3 separate regions of the Mus musculus genome follow, and regions 1 and 2 are each linked to region 3. A link is a contact called in public Hi-C and HiChIP or PLAC-seq data. All regions are on one chromosome and are shown on one strand. The core of a region is the stretch at or near the end of the contact, and the rest is flanking DNA. Distances in the headings are between cores, read along the strand shown. Region 1 overlaps Cep112 (centrosomal protein 112). Region 2 has its middle 15 kb from the start of Gm36876. Region 3 holds the start of Axin2 (axin 2).

Region 1 (3,683 bases), core at 768-3,267, 61 kb before region 3:
AGTGTTTACAATATGTAAAATGACTGTATGGAGCCAAGCATGGCCGGGCACAACTTTAATCCCAGCAGTAAGAAGACAGAAGAAGGTGGATCTCTGTGAGTTCAAGGCTAGATTGGTCTACATAGCAAGTTTCTGGCCAGCCACAGGTATATAGTAGGGGGACAGGGGAGAGAGAAAAAGACTATGACATTTGTTTGGGCAGACTGACCTAAAATTCATGAGGAAACACGGGCTGGTTCCAGGTCCTGTCAGCCCTGCCTCAGCCTCCCCAGGCTTGAGCCATCATGCCAACCTGAAGCAAACTTAGCTGATTCTTCTCCACCTCCCTCAGTAAAAGGCTGCATGAAAGCCCTTCCCACCAGTCCTTCTGAGGCTGCTCCTAGGCTCTGCTGTGCTCACCTCTGCATATGAAAACAAAGGATGGGGCAGAGCAGAGCAGAGGCAAGGGCAGCGCTGAGGTGTGGTCTGCCCAGCAGCTTCACTGGAGAGTGTCCATGGGGTCAGCCTCAAGGACCTGACACCCTCAGAGGAGAGTCTTATTTTGGCGGTGTGGGGGAGGGGAGAAATCCAATGCCCACCTGCACGGCCTCTGTTATCGTTCGTATCGTTTCACTGTAATAAAAGCTGCTTCAAGCTCCTGGAACTGTATGTTGATGAGAGAGAGAGAGACAGAGAGACAGAGAGACAGACAGAGACAGAGGGGAGAGAGAGAGAGAGAGAGACAGAGACAGAGACAGAGACAGAGAGGAGAGACAGAGACAGAGACAGAGAGGAGAGAGAGAGAGAGAGAGAGAGAGAGAGAGAGAGAGAGAGAGAGAGAGAGAGAGCTGCCAGCTGCACGGGGCCCTCAGAGTTGGCAGCTGCACAGAGGAGTCTGGCCTTAGAGGGAGCAGATTTAGTTTGAAAGCACAGGTGCCTGTGTTTTTGAAAATTGTTGAAATTCCAATCGATTGCAATGCAGGGTGGGGGAAGGAGGTTAAAGCAGTATGATCCTTGCATCTGTCAAAATTATCAATTGTCCTGTGGGTCATTTGAGCCCTTGGATACCAGGAAGAGCAGGTCGCCACTCTAAGCCAGCCCAGGACCGCTGAGATACACATCCACTTGGGCAGGCTGTGCTTTCCTCCCTTTCAAGCACATTTTGGGTCCTACCGGCTGTACTCTTGCATAACTATGCCCCAGAACCAGCCGTTGCCATGGTTTCAGCTCAGACCAAAGAACCAAGAGTAAACAATTCTGAGCAGATCAAATGCCGCTGATTCTTGATTACATTGAACCATAGCTAAGCTGTCCCCAAACTGTTTTTATGTGGTTGGATAAGGTGTTTTGAATTGATGCCTGATCTATAGGTGTCATTGATCCCATAGACATTTATACCACAGAGCAGTCACATGTACTATAACGACCTCACTGAGGAAACCATTCCTGGCAACAGCTCTGTCCCCCAGCCCTCTACTCCATGGTGGCCCCTACTGTGAAGTCTGTACTGGGCATGTGCTATGAGGCACAGCTCACCACTCCTAACCCTGGGAAGCAACTGTCATGAACCCTGTTTCACAGATGACACAGCAAGAGCCGAGTAACCTTCCAAGGGCCTTAGAGACCAAGCCAGGGATGGAAGTCAAGTTGGCTTAAGTCCAGGAGAAGCTCAAGGGCTTTCCACTCCCAAACCCTGTGTCTAACCTCAGGGAATCCCCAGGATGGATTTGAGGTTTCCAGAAAGCAGTAATTTTCTTTTCACTCACTCACTCATTCGCTCATTAAACAGCCAGTGCATACCAGCTACATGCCCAGCCCTGTAAAAGAAACTGGGGACTGGGAGATAGACAGAGTCGTCCCGCTCCTGAAAAGCTCGTAGGGTTTGGGAACGGCCATGAAACATAACCACAACGCTGAGTGAGGAAAGTCTAGGGTATCGGGTGCAGAGGACGGAGAGCTGGCTTGGGACACAGCAGGGTCACTGGGAGCCACTGGGAAACAGTGAGACAGCTGACTTTTGAGCCAGCAATGGAGGACAAAGAGACTTTAGTCGAGTTTTCCAAAGTGAGAAATGGCCCAAGCCAAAGGGTGACAGTATGAGTGACATGGTACAAGGTGGCAGTGGCAGAAGGTCATGAGGAGAGAGGGAGCCAGATACAGAATGGCACCCAATCAAGATGGCCTCTAGGACACAGCTTGAAATTGGCTCTGTGGCCTTGGGTGGATTTTCGGTAGGGACAGGATGTGACCAGATGTAGAAAAATCCATCATTAATATTCACTTCCTCCAAGTGTTATCCCAGGGATTGTCTGAGTTTAAGTAAAATCCTAACATACTGTATGTGCAGTGTGCACTCATATAAGATGTCTTTCTAGGTCAACTTTCTACAAAAGAGGGCATCTATCCTTCAAGAAGAACTGACCACCTACCAAAGCAGAAGGTATGAGCAGTGCATGACACGCCTTCCGGTTAATGTGTGCTGTGTACCCCTGGAGTCCTTTACCTTGACCTGCAAGTCTTCACTGAAATGTCTAGACACAAGATAAGTCTTGAAAGGAAGACATTTTTAATGAACAGCTTGTCTTGGAGAAGTCACCCACCTCTTTAATCACCGGGCTTAGATTCATCAGAACAAGATTCGGGAATTTCTGGGTGTGGCGAGTAGGTAGGGACCTCACCTGGGCAGTCGGGCAAGGTGTAGTCTTGAAGCCCAACTGAGGACTAAAGGAGACATCATCTTCCTTTAAGACTGTGGCATGATGCAATTCTCTGTGATGGCTCACATCTTCAAAGTCCCTTATCCCCAGGGCTTTGGCACTGTTCTCATGACCAGAATAAGTCAATGGCTTTGTGATGTTAACTATTCACAGAGATGGAATGGCCCAGAGTGCAGAGCTGTGAGATGCAGGAGACCTCCCTAAAGGTTCCCAGTGATATCACCAACCAAGGTGATGTTTACTATGGTCCAGTTCCGTCAGGCAACTTTGCTTTTAAGTGCAGTCACAGACTGGGCTGCCCACTTGGCATCAAAATAAAAGGAATGAGCTTGTGAATCATTTACTTTTCAAAAGATTCTGTGTGCCTGACGATGATAAGATCAGTTGCTTATAGGCATACGTGATGAAATTTTGATAGCAAATACCCTTTTGAACCTCCAACTCCTTCAGAATTGTAACACATTTTACAATTGACTAAAAACCCTAACATGGATTTTTGATTTCCAGGTAACTACATGTGTGGTAGAGTGTGATACATGACTCTCATCTGGGCTGCACCGAGGGCTTCATCCAGCAGGTTTGAAGATCTGGATATTGTAATCTGTGAGATCAATGGGTTTTTTAAATGCTTGAGTATAATTAATATCATAAAAACATGCATCATCCATGCACTGGTTGGCTTTCTTTGTGTCTCCCTAAGTTCTGTTTTTCCATCTCCTTGCTGACTCCATGATTGTACTGGAGCACACGTTGAAAATTGTGTATGTTGGGAGGAGATGTCTGCTTGTGGTGTGCCTTGGTGATGCTTTGCAAGGGTCTTACAAGTTGTGGATGATAAGAATCACGATTGTAGTATCATATCAAAATGCTTAACCTGTTCATGTTGTTCCCATGTTCATTGTTCAGATATTAAAATGTCATTTTTATACTATTCTGTTTTCTTTTTACATTTTATCTCACCTCATCTGCTAAGTATGGCGTATACAT
Region 2 (3,938 bases), core at 1,305-3,804, 46 kb after region 3:
TCCCAGCACCCACGTGGCAGCTCACAACTCTCTGTGACTCCAGGGAATGCAACACTGTCACCCAGACATACAAACCTATTCTTTGTCTTCAATGGAATCCAGTGGAAGGAGAGTAGTGTTGGAGATCCAACCCAGGGCTGTCTGTGTGCGAGCACTTTACCAGCCGAGCGACATCACCAATCAGAGAACATGCTATTACATTAATTAACAAGCCGTGCACAGGTACCATCTCTTGTGTGGTCAGAGGACAGCTTTTGAGAGCCGATTCTGGCTGAGGCAGGGTCTCTCTCTCTCTCTCTCTCTCTCTCTCTCTCCTCTACACTGTATACTCCAGGATGGCTAACCTCCAGGTTTCTGGGTGGCTGCCCAGTCTCCCATCTCACATTGGGAGTGCCGAGATTTCAAATGCACACCACTGCCTCGGGCTTTCTACATGACTTCGGGGGATCAAACTCAGATCTTCCAGCCTGCACGACTCTCTCCTTCAAACACTTCTCCCTCGCTCCAAAAGCAGGTTTCTAAAGTAAACAGTTTGTTTTATTTAAACTGAAGGCCCAGTATTACCAACTACTATTTTCTTTCAAACTACCCCCACAGAGTCCCGCCAGGCTACCGTCTTTCCCCTGCCTCACCCCTGCCCCCACCCCGTTTCTTTTTTCAATAGGAAGATGGATCTTCAGGGTAGTGGCAACTGTCTTTTATGACCTAAGAGGAGAACTCATAAATTCCAAACCACACTGTCTCTGTTCACGCCCATGGCTGTTCTCTTTAGGGGTTTGAGTTTCATTTCCCTCTGAGTCAGAGAGGTTGTGTGCTAGCGACCTTGACCAAGCTGGTCTCCAGAGGAGCTCTCCTGTCTTGGAGCATCTACTGATTTCCATGGTGTAAACATTCCCACCGTCATCAATTTCAGGCTACCAACCTCGGGCGGCTTAGATGAGATGTTCACCAAGACCTTCCCGAGGGGGTGGCTTGTTCTAGCACACGCCAGAACAGGATTATAAAACTCTCATTTCTAAGTCCCGTCTTCTCTTCAATCTCTCTCTCCCAAAACTTTGCTGTGTTCTCAGAAGGGCGGACCAGTGAATGCAAGCACACAGGCAGAGGGGCAAGCAGGGCTGGACAATGGTTATTACGCACACCTAAGTGGCATCAAAGCTCTGTGAGTCCACGCATGCGCATTTGTGGGATAGCGGGATACTGAAGCGCTATTGCTCCACCAGGAGTGTTTGCTTCTTACTTCTGATTCCATCCTCCTCTGATTCTAATTAGGAAACATGGATTCAATTTTATGTGACGTGCGGGCTTTCCCCACTATAACTAAGTTCCCACCCCGTGAAAGACTCAGCTTTACCACTTAGAAGTCCACTTAAAGGGACTCAAGGACACGCCTCAGTTGGTAGAATGTCTGCCTTGCATGCACAAAGCCCTGAGTTCAATCCCCACCATCGTGCAAAACAGCTATGGTGGCAATACTAACATTATCATCATCGTAGCATTGGAAGGGTAGAGGCAGAAGGGTCAGAGGTTCAAAGTTAACTTGGACTACATAACCTGGGATCCCTGTTTAAAAATAAACTCTGCCTTAAGGTAATTTATAATCGTGACCTTTCCATTACGTACGAGCTGCGTGGGAGGGAGAAGAATGTGTTTTAAAGAGGCATCCAGACCTATTTTTCTAAACATTAGTTTTATTGAGATACGATTTACATGAAATATGATTCTCTCTTTTAGGGAAATGGCTCGGCAGGTAAAAATTCTAGTCCTGTGCAAACCCAGCAGTCCAGGTTCTGTCCTGGCTGTGTGTCTGGGGACCTGGTGAGGAAGCTCAAGGGGCAGCAGCCATAGAAATAAGAGAGACCCTGCCACAACCATACGAGGACTAACCAAGTCCTGAAATTTACCCTCAACCTCCACACCCACTGTGGCCGTGGCACGTGGGCACCTGTGAGCACACACAGAGACTCAAAATATTAAACACATTTTAAAATGGCGTTTCCTTTGACCACAGTCCAGACATAAAACTGGCCTTTTGCTCAAGGTCTGTTGCAGTCAACCCTCACTTTTCCCTCTGAAGCCAGAAACCATCACCAAGCTGCTTTCTGTTGCTAGGGTCGTTTATCACAAGGTTTCTAGTCTTACTGACTCCTTGCTGTGGAGTCTGCTTTGTGTATTGATGGACAGTTAGCATCCTCACTGGCCTCTGCATAGCCTATCCCTGTTTGTGTTCATGGAAAACTGTTCCAGACATTTCCACATACTATCCCCGAGGAGGGACAAAACCATCCGCCGATGAGAACTGTAGAATTTCCTATAAATGAATCACACAGTCCATACCCTCTTGCGGCCAGCTTGTTTTGTTCCGTGTCCTTTGTAGGGGCTCATCTAGGTCCTTCCATATACATATTTTCCCATTTGATTACTGCTTATTAACCCACAGTATGGATACACCATTTCTTTACTCGTTCCTTTATTGATGGAGAGTGGGCCTGCCTCCAGTTTAGAGATGTTATAAACAGAGCTGTTATTTTTAGCCCGTCATCTTCATCCATTGAGTTGCAAGCCTGGATGGCCACATGATTTCACTTAAGAGTGAAGTCATGGGGTTCTGTGTTTGTCTCCAACACGACAGGAACTTGCCAAACTGTTTTCCTAAGCTGCAACACCAGTGCTCACTGACACTGCTAGGTGTGGAAACCTTTGGGCTCTGGTTGTGGTAGGGCCTATTACTCCCTGTGATTAATTATAATTTCAAACACCGGGTTGTCTGTGGTGAGGATCGAGTTGTACTGACCAGCATCGAGCAAGTTCAGACAAGGAGCTGTCTCTCCACTGCCCCCAGCTTCACTCACTAAACATCTTTTCTGTATGTGGCCAGTTCTGGTCCTTTATATTTCTATACACATTATGTCATCACGTTGTTAATTCCTACCTCAGCTTCTCCCAATTAACCATGGGATGTTAAACTGCGACTCACTTGAATGTGTAGATCAATTCGGACAAAACCACCCTGATTTTGGTGTGTGTGTGTGTGTGTCTGTGTGTGTGCTTGGATCCAAACTCAAGTTCTTATGAATTCTAAATAATCATTCAACCACTGAGCTACACCCCCCACCCCAAATCTATCCTTAAGTCTTTTAACCTTGAACTACCTCTAAATTCTTTCAGTAACATTTTCTCTTTAAACATTTTTATTCATTCATTTTATGTGCATGGATGGGTGTTTTGTCTATGTGTATGTCTGCATACCACATGCATGCAGTGCCTGAGGAAAGCAGAAGAGAACACCAGATCTCCTGGGACTGGAGTTGCCAATGGTTGTGAGCTGCCATGTGGGTGAATTCCCACTATGCTGAATTCCCTTCTTTTAACTTCTGAACTACCTCTCCAGCCTCATTTAAAAAATTAATATACATATATATATATATATATGTATATATATATATATATATATATATGAGTACACTGTAGCTGTCTTCAAACACACTAGAAGATGGCATCAGATCCTATGTGATTTCTGGGAATTGAACTCAGGACCTCTGGAAGAGCAATCAGTGCTCTTAACCACTGAGCCATCTCTCCTTAAAAATAACTCTGTTTATAACAAAATATGTGCATTAAAAATGTATGGTATGTTTTAATTTGTCCATAAGTACATTGTGTTTTTTAAAAATGAGACCAAGGATCATATTTCTCAATTATATGCTAGCATATAGATAGAAGATTGATTAAAAAAAACCAACTATGCTGAATTCCTTTATTATTTCTGACAAATAAAAAAATTAGTCAGCCATAATGGTGCATGCCTTTGATCCCAGAAGTTGGGAAGCAGAGGTAAATGGATCTCTTAGAGTTTAAGACCAGCCTGGTGTACATACTTAGTTCCAGGCAAGCCAAGGCTACATAGTCAGACCTTTTCTCAAAAAAAAAATTAATTA
Region 3 (3,721 bases), core at 922-3,421:
CACAAGGGACTCCCCGGGCTGCACTTCCTCCACTGCCCCAGCCCTGGGGTAATGAAGGAGCAGCCAAGCTCTCCGGTTTAAAGGCAGCCTGTGATGACTGTGGGTGGCTCAGGGGCAGTGGGGGGTCAGTGGGGACAACTCAAGGGAGGAAACCACCCATGAAGACCCAGGTTCCAATTCCTTTCTGAAAGCCTCCTCTTTTCTGAACCTTGTTTATTTTGATTTGGGATGGTTTGATGATTCTATGTCCCCTCCCCGAGAGAGAGAGAGAGAGAGAGAGAGAGAGAGAGAGAGAGAGAGAGAGAGAGAGAGAGAGAAGAATCAGGGGTGGGGTGGGGTACATATGTGTACACCCTTGGGTTTTTGCACTGTACTTGCTTCTATGGCAGTTCATGCCTCTCTCTACACTTCTGTTTCTGTGACAATACCTCTGTGGCCCAAGGACCCTCAGGAAACAGTTTTGCTGGGGTTGATGGAGGAGGTGGGCGGGTATGCCTTTGGTCTAGGATTCCATATACCATGTCAGAGCTGGAAGGCAGAGAGAATGGAGAGCCACCCAGTATCCTCACACCTGGTAGTTGTCTCAAGATACAGATGCATTATGGGAACACGCTTCCTCTGGTCTTCCCCGGAAGGACCACATTTCACAGCCGGGACTGCTGGCTTTAGAGAGGTCAGCTCTGGTTGCAAGGAAACCCAGGTACATTGACCATGGAGGAAGAGCAGGAGGATGAGACCCACCGGGCCTCCTTTCTAGGCTGTGGAATTTGAGGCCTAAGGTGTGTGAGCTCTCTGGCCCTTTGCTGCAGCCCGGGTTCTTTCTCCAGTAGAACATGGGGGACACTTTTCCCTCTTTGGACAGCCATGTTTCTTACCTGTTTCAAAGTCTCCAAAGCGGAATGTTCGCCCTCCCTTCAGAAGGCCAGGCCCTTGCTTCTCTCGGCTTTCCTCTCTTTGGATTACTTTGCCCTGGGCTCCGCTGTTGATATTTTGTTGCTGCTGTTGTGTTACTGCTTTGTCTCTGAGAGATTGAGCCTTAGGTAGCCCAGGCTGGCTTCCATTTTACTAAGTTGGTCTTGGAATTCTCATTCTATTGATTGGCTCTACCTTGGGGTGGCAGCCATGTGTCACCAACTCTGGCTTATGTGGTGCAGGGGTTGGGGCGGAACTGAGCGTTTGTGAAGTAAGAACTCTATCAGGCTACCTACTCACTTCCATTCCCCCCCCCCCCCCCCCCCCGCAAGTTTATCAGCTCATCCACGGGGAAATGCTCTACAACAACAGATGAATGAATAAGTGTTCTGAACTTATGGCATATTTTTTTAAGGCCCGTGCCTTATAAATATTTTGGGGAGAATGTGGAAAGGAATTCGAAGGTGACAGTGGGGTGAATTTTTAATACTTTAACACCGCGTATGTGTGGGAGGCATTCCACGGCTGTTTAATAAGTAACATATGGGATGGTGGCAGCCCTTTGGGAGAGTGTGGTGGGCACGGATTTGTTGGGGAAAGAGGTCCATGAGTGTGCAAGGAAGGTGCTGACTGATGTGTAAGGTTGCAATATTGGGGAACTGAGGTGCGCACCTTGATTCCACTGTGGAGACAAATTCACAACCGCCCATCTTCATCCAAACACAACTGTCCACAAACTATTTCTATATTAGTGCAAATAGATACTGGAGCACAAGTGCACACACACACACACACACACACACACACACACACACACACATACACACACATCATGCCTTCTGAGTCAGAGTACGCCCTAAGAATTGGCCAGCGGATCTAGCTCCTACCAGAAGGCTCTCCAAATTCCCAGGGAAATTTGAAAAAAGGTAGGAACGTGTTTGATTTGATGGAGGGGGGCGGGGGGGGGGCGGGTGCTTTATTGCAGTTCTTGCAATGGCCAGAGAGAAACTGGCATTCTAGAGCTGGAGAGCGCTAGGTAGGCAGGGGGAGGAGACATGAGCAGAGGCTGGAGAACTTGAAACATGAAATCAATCAGAACTCCGGCCGAGAACACCCCGGGGCCGCCAGCAGCCGGCGGGGGGCAGACGAGGGCCAAGGAAGGGTTAACGCGGGAGCTGAGTGTGCCACGGGGGCCGGGCCGGGGCGGGGCAGAGCGGGCGCGCGCTGTCCCTTTAAGGCGGGCGGCGCGCGGGCCGGCCGAGCGCCTCTGTGATTGGCGCGGCGGGATCACTGGCTCCCCGAGCCCGGCCCGGGGGAGTCGGCTGGAGCCGGCTGCGCTTTGATAAGGTCCTGGCAACTCAGTAACAGCCCAAGAACCGGGAAATAAAAATAAGCAGCCGTTCGCGATGGATTTCGGGGCCACCCGGAGGCCGAGGCGTCCGCCTCCCCAAAGGAGAGCTTTGCTGTAAAAGGTGGGGTCGGAGGCTCGGTCCCGTCGCAGCCGTTTCTAAGAAAGCTCCGTGCGGCCGGGGGCGGTTGGCAGCGGGGCGCGGGGCCGCGGGAGGGGGCGACCGGGAGCAGGCCGGGGTAGTAGAGGGGTGCGGATTGCACGGCCCCCCAAAAGGGGCGCTGGAGCGCGCTGGGCTGGCCCGGGTGCGGCTCGCATACCTCCCTTCCAGGACCGTGCGCTCGGCTCGCGCCTTTGAAGTGCACAGTTAAATCCACAGCGCAGTTTTTGTTGGAAGCGCCCGGAGGACATTTGGTGCGCCTAGTGACTGCTGGAAACAGGACCTGGGTTGAAAGCCGGCCGGGCGGGGGCCGGGGGCGGCCGCGGTGGGGGCGGAGGCCCACTCGGATCTTTTGCATAAAAGGGGCAGCGGGGCGCACGATCCCCCCCCCCAAAAAAAACCCGGCGCAGACCTCGGGATCGTTGTTTTCCGTGCACCCCCTCCTCCGCCTCCGCGAGACTCCTCATGTTCCCCACGCCCGGGCGGGCCCGGGGGGGCCCCGGGGCAGCCTCTGCGAGTCCAGCGGGGGACCCGGGCAGGGGCTCTGCCCGCGGCGCCTGCGAGGTCTCCGCAAGGAGTGCGCCAGCGGATCAATGGTGAGTGCCGAGGCCGCGGCGGTCCGGCGGCCGGCGCGCTTTGATGTGCGGGGCGGCGCTTTGAAGTTGGCAGGCCGGCTATTTCGGGGCGCGCTCCGGGCCCGCGCGGAGGGGAAGCGGCGGGCTCGGCGCCCAGCGCTCCGGGGGGTTTGGCCGGGCGGCCCTGCGCGCGGTGAGCTGGAGTCCCCTCCCCTGCGCGGGGTCCGGGGTGGCGGGGGGCCGGTCAGGGAGACTTCTCCAAGTGGCGTTGGGGACGGAGGCGGAGACGGGCAGCTCGCCCTCGGGGGTCGAGTCGCCGTGGGTGTGGATGAGTTGGGGTGTGCGTGTTCATGCGAGTGCTTTTGGAAGGTGGGATGAAAGGGTGGCGGCGCCCCCCGCTTGCCCTCCCCGCCCTTCCACCGCCCCCTCCCACTTCTTTCCCCACTAGTCTCCCCCTCCCATCCGCGGGTCCGCGCTTAGGTGCCGGGAGCGCTGGTGAAGGCTCAGTCTGAGGGTAGAACCGGCCAGAGCCCAGGGCGCTCCCGTCCCCCCGTTCCTCCTTGCCGCCCCTTTTGCGGAGAGGCCGAGACTCCGCGCGTCGCCATTTCTGGACTAGGCGGTTGCTTTCCGTGCCTTTTTCTGCGGGAACCTCTGCGAGGCTTGACACCAGGGAGTTACCCCCATCCGGGCTCCGGGGTCTCCGGCCTCGCTCCTGGTGGACGGCAT

Evidence for each region. A called contact is a pair of places that touch in the nucleus more often than the background predicts. HiChIP or PLAC-seq counts read pairs in DNA pulled down with a chosen protein or histone mark.
Region 1: a Hi-C map of liver shows a contact between it and region 3, with 2.6 times the contacts expected there. The contact joins the enhancer-like site here to the promoter of Axin2 in region 3. A contact is called at or near these places in 1 of 39 promoter capture datasets (hippocampal neurons), 7 of 484 Hi-C or Micro-C datasets (cerebral cortex, embryonic fibroblasts, forebrain and 3 more), 4 of 115 datasets of contacts at active chromatin or transcription factors (the SCID.adh cell line, embryonic limb bud, embryonic stem cells and 1 more) and 1 of 9 other capture datasets (adipose tissue).
Region 2: a contact with region 3 is called in an H3K27ac HiChIP or PLAC-seq map of heart atrium, with 3 times the contacts expected there. The contact joins the enhancer-like site here to the promoter of Axin2 in region 3. A contact is called at or near these places in 7 of 39 promoter capture datasets (3T3-L1-derived adipocytes, the HPC-7 cell line, cranial neural crest and 3 more), 3 of 484 Hi-C or Micro-C datasets (nephron progenitors and uterus), 11 of 115 datasets of contacts at active chromatin or transcription factors (CD8 T cells, the SCID.adh cell line, astrocytes and 4 more) and 4 of 9 other capture datasets (adipose tissue, embryonic stem cells, liver and 1 more).

Annotation. Positions count from the first base shown.
Region 1 is chr11:108,856,989-108,860,671 of GRCm38.p6, forward strand. Cep112 (centrosomal protein 112) reads left to right here. Exons shown (of 27, transcript NM_001373899.1): 26 at 2,355-2,419; 27 at 3,204-3,627. The coding sequence ends at 3,207. Among named protein-coding and RNA genes, the nearest start is that of Gm36818, 3.0 kb to the left of the region's middle. Within about 2 kb of position 2,018, at least 3 of the 459 cell types and tissues checked have an H3K27ac peak or open chromatin away from gene starts, as enhancers often do. A contact at or near this core is called in liver, where this site is marked.
Region 2 is chr11:108,963,302-108,967,239 of GRCm38.p6, forward strand. No RefSeq gene overlaps it. Among named protein-coding and RNA genes, the nearest start is that of Gm36876, 15 kb to the right of the region's middle. Within about 2 kb of position 2,555, at least 20 of the 459 cell types and tissues checked have an H3K27ac peak or open chromatin away from gene starts, as enhancers often do. A contact at or near this core is called in heart atrium, where this site is marked.
Region 3 is chr11:108,918,178-108,921,898 of GRCm38.p6, forward strand. Axin2 (axin 2) reads left to right here and starts at 2,172. Exons shown (of 11, transcript NM_015732.4): 1 at 2,172-2,384.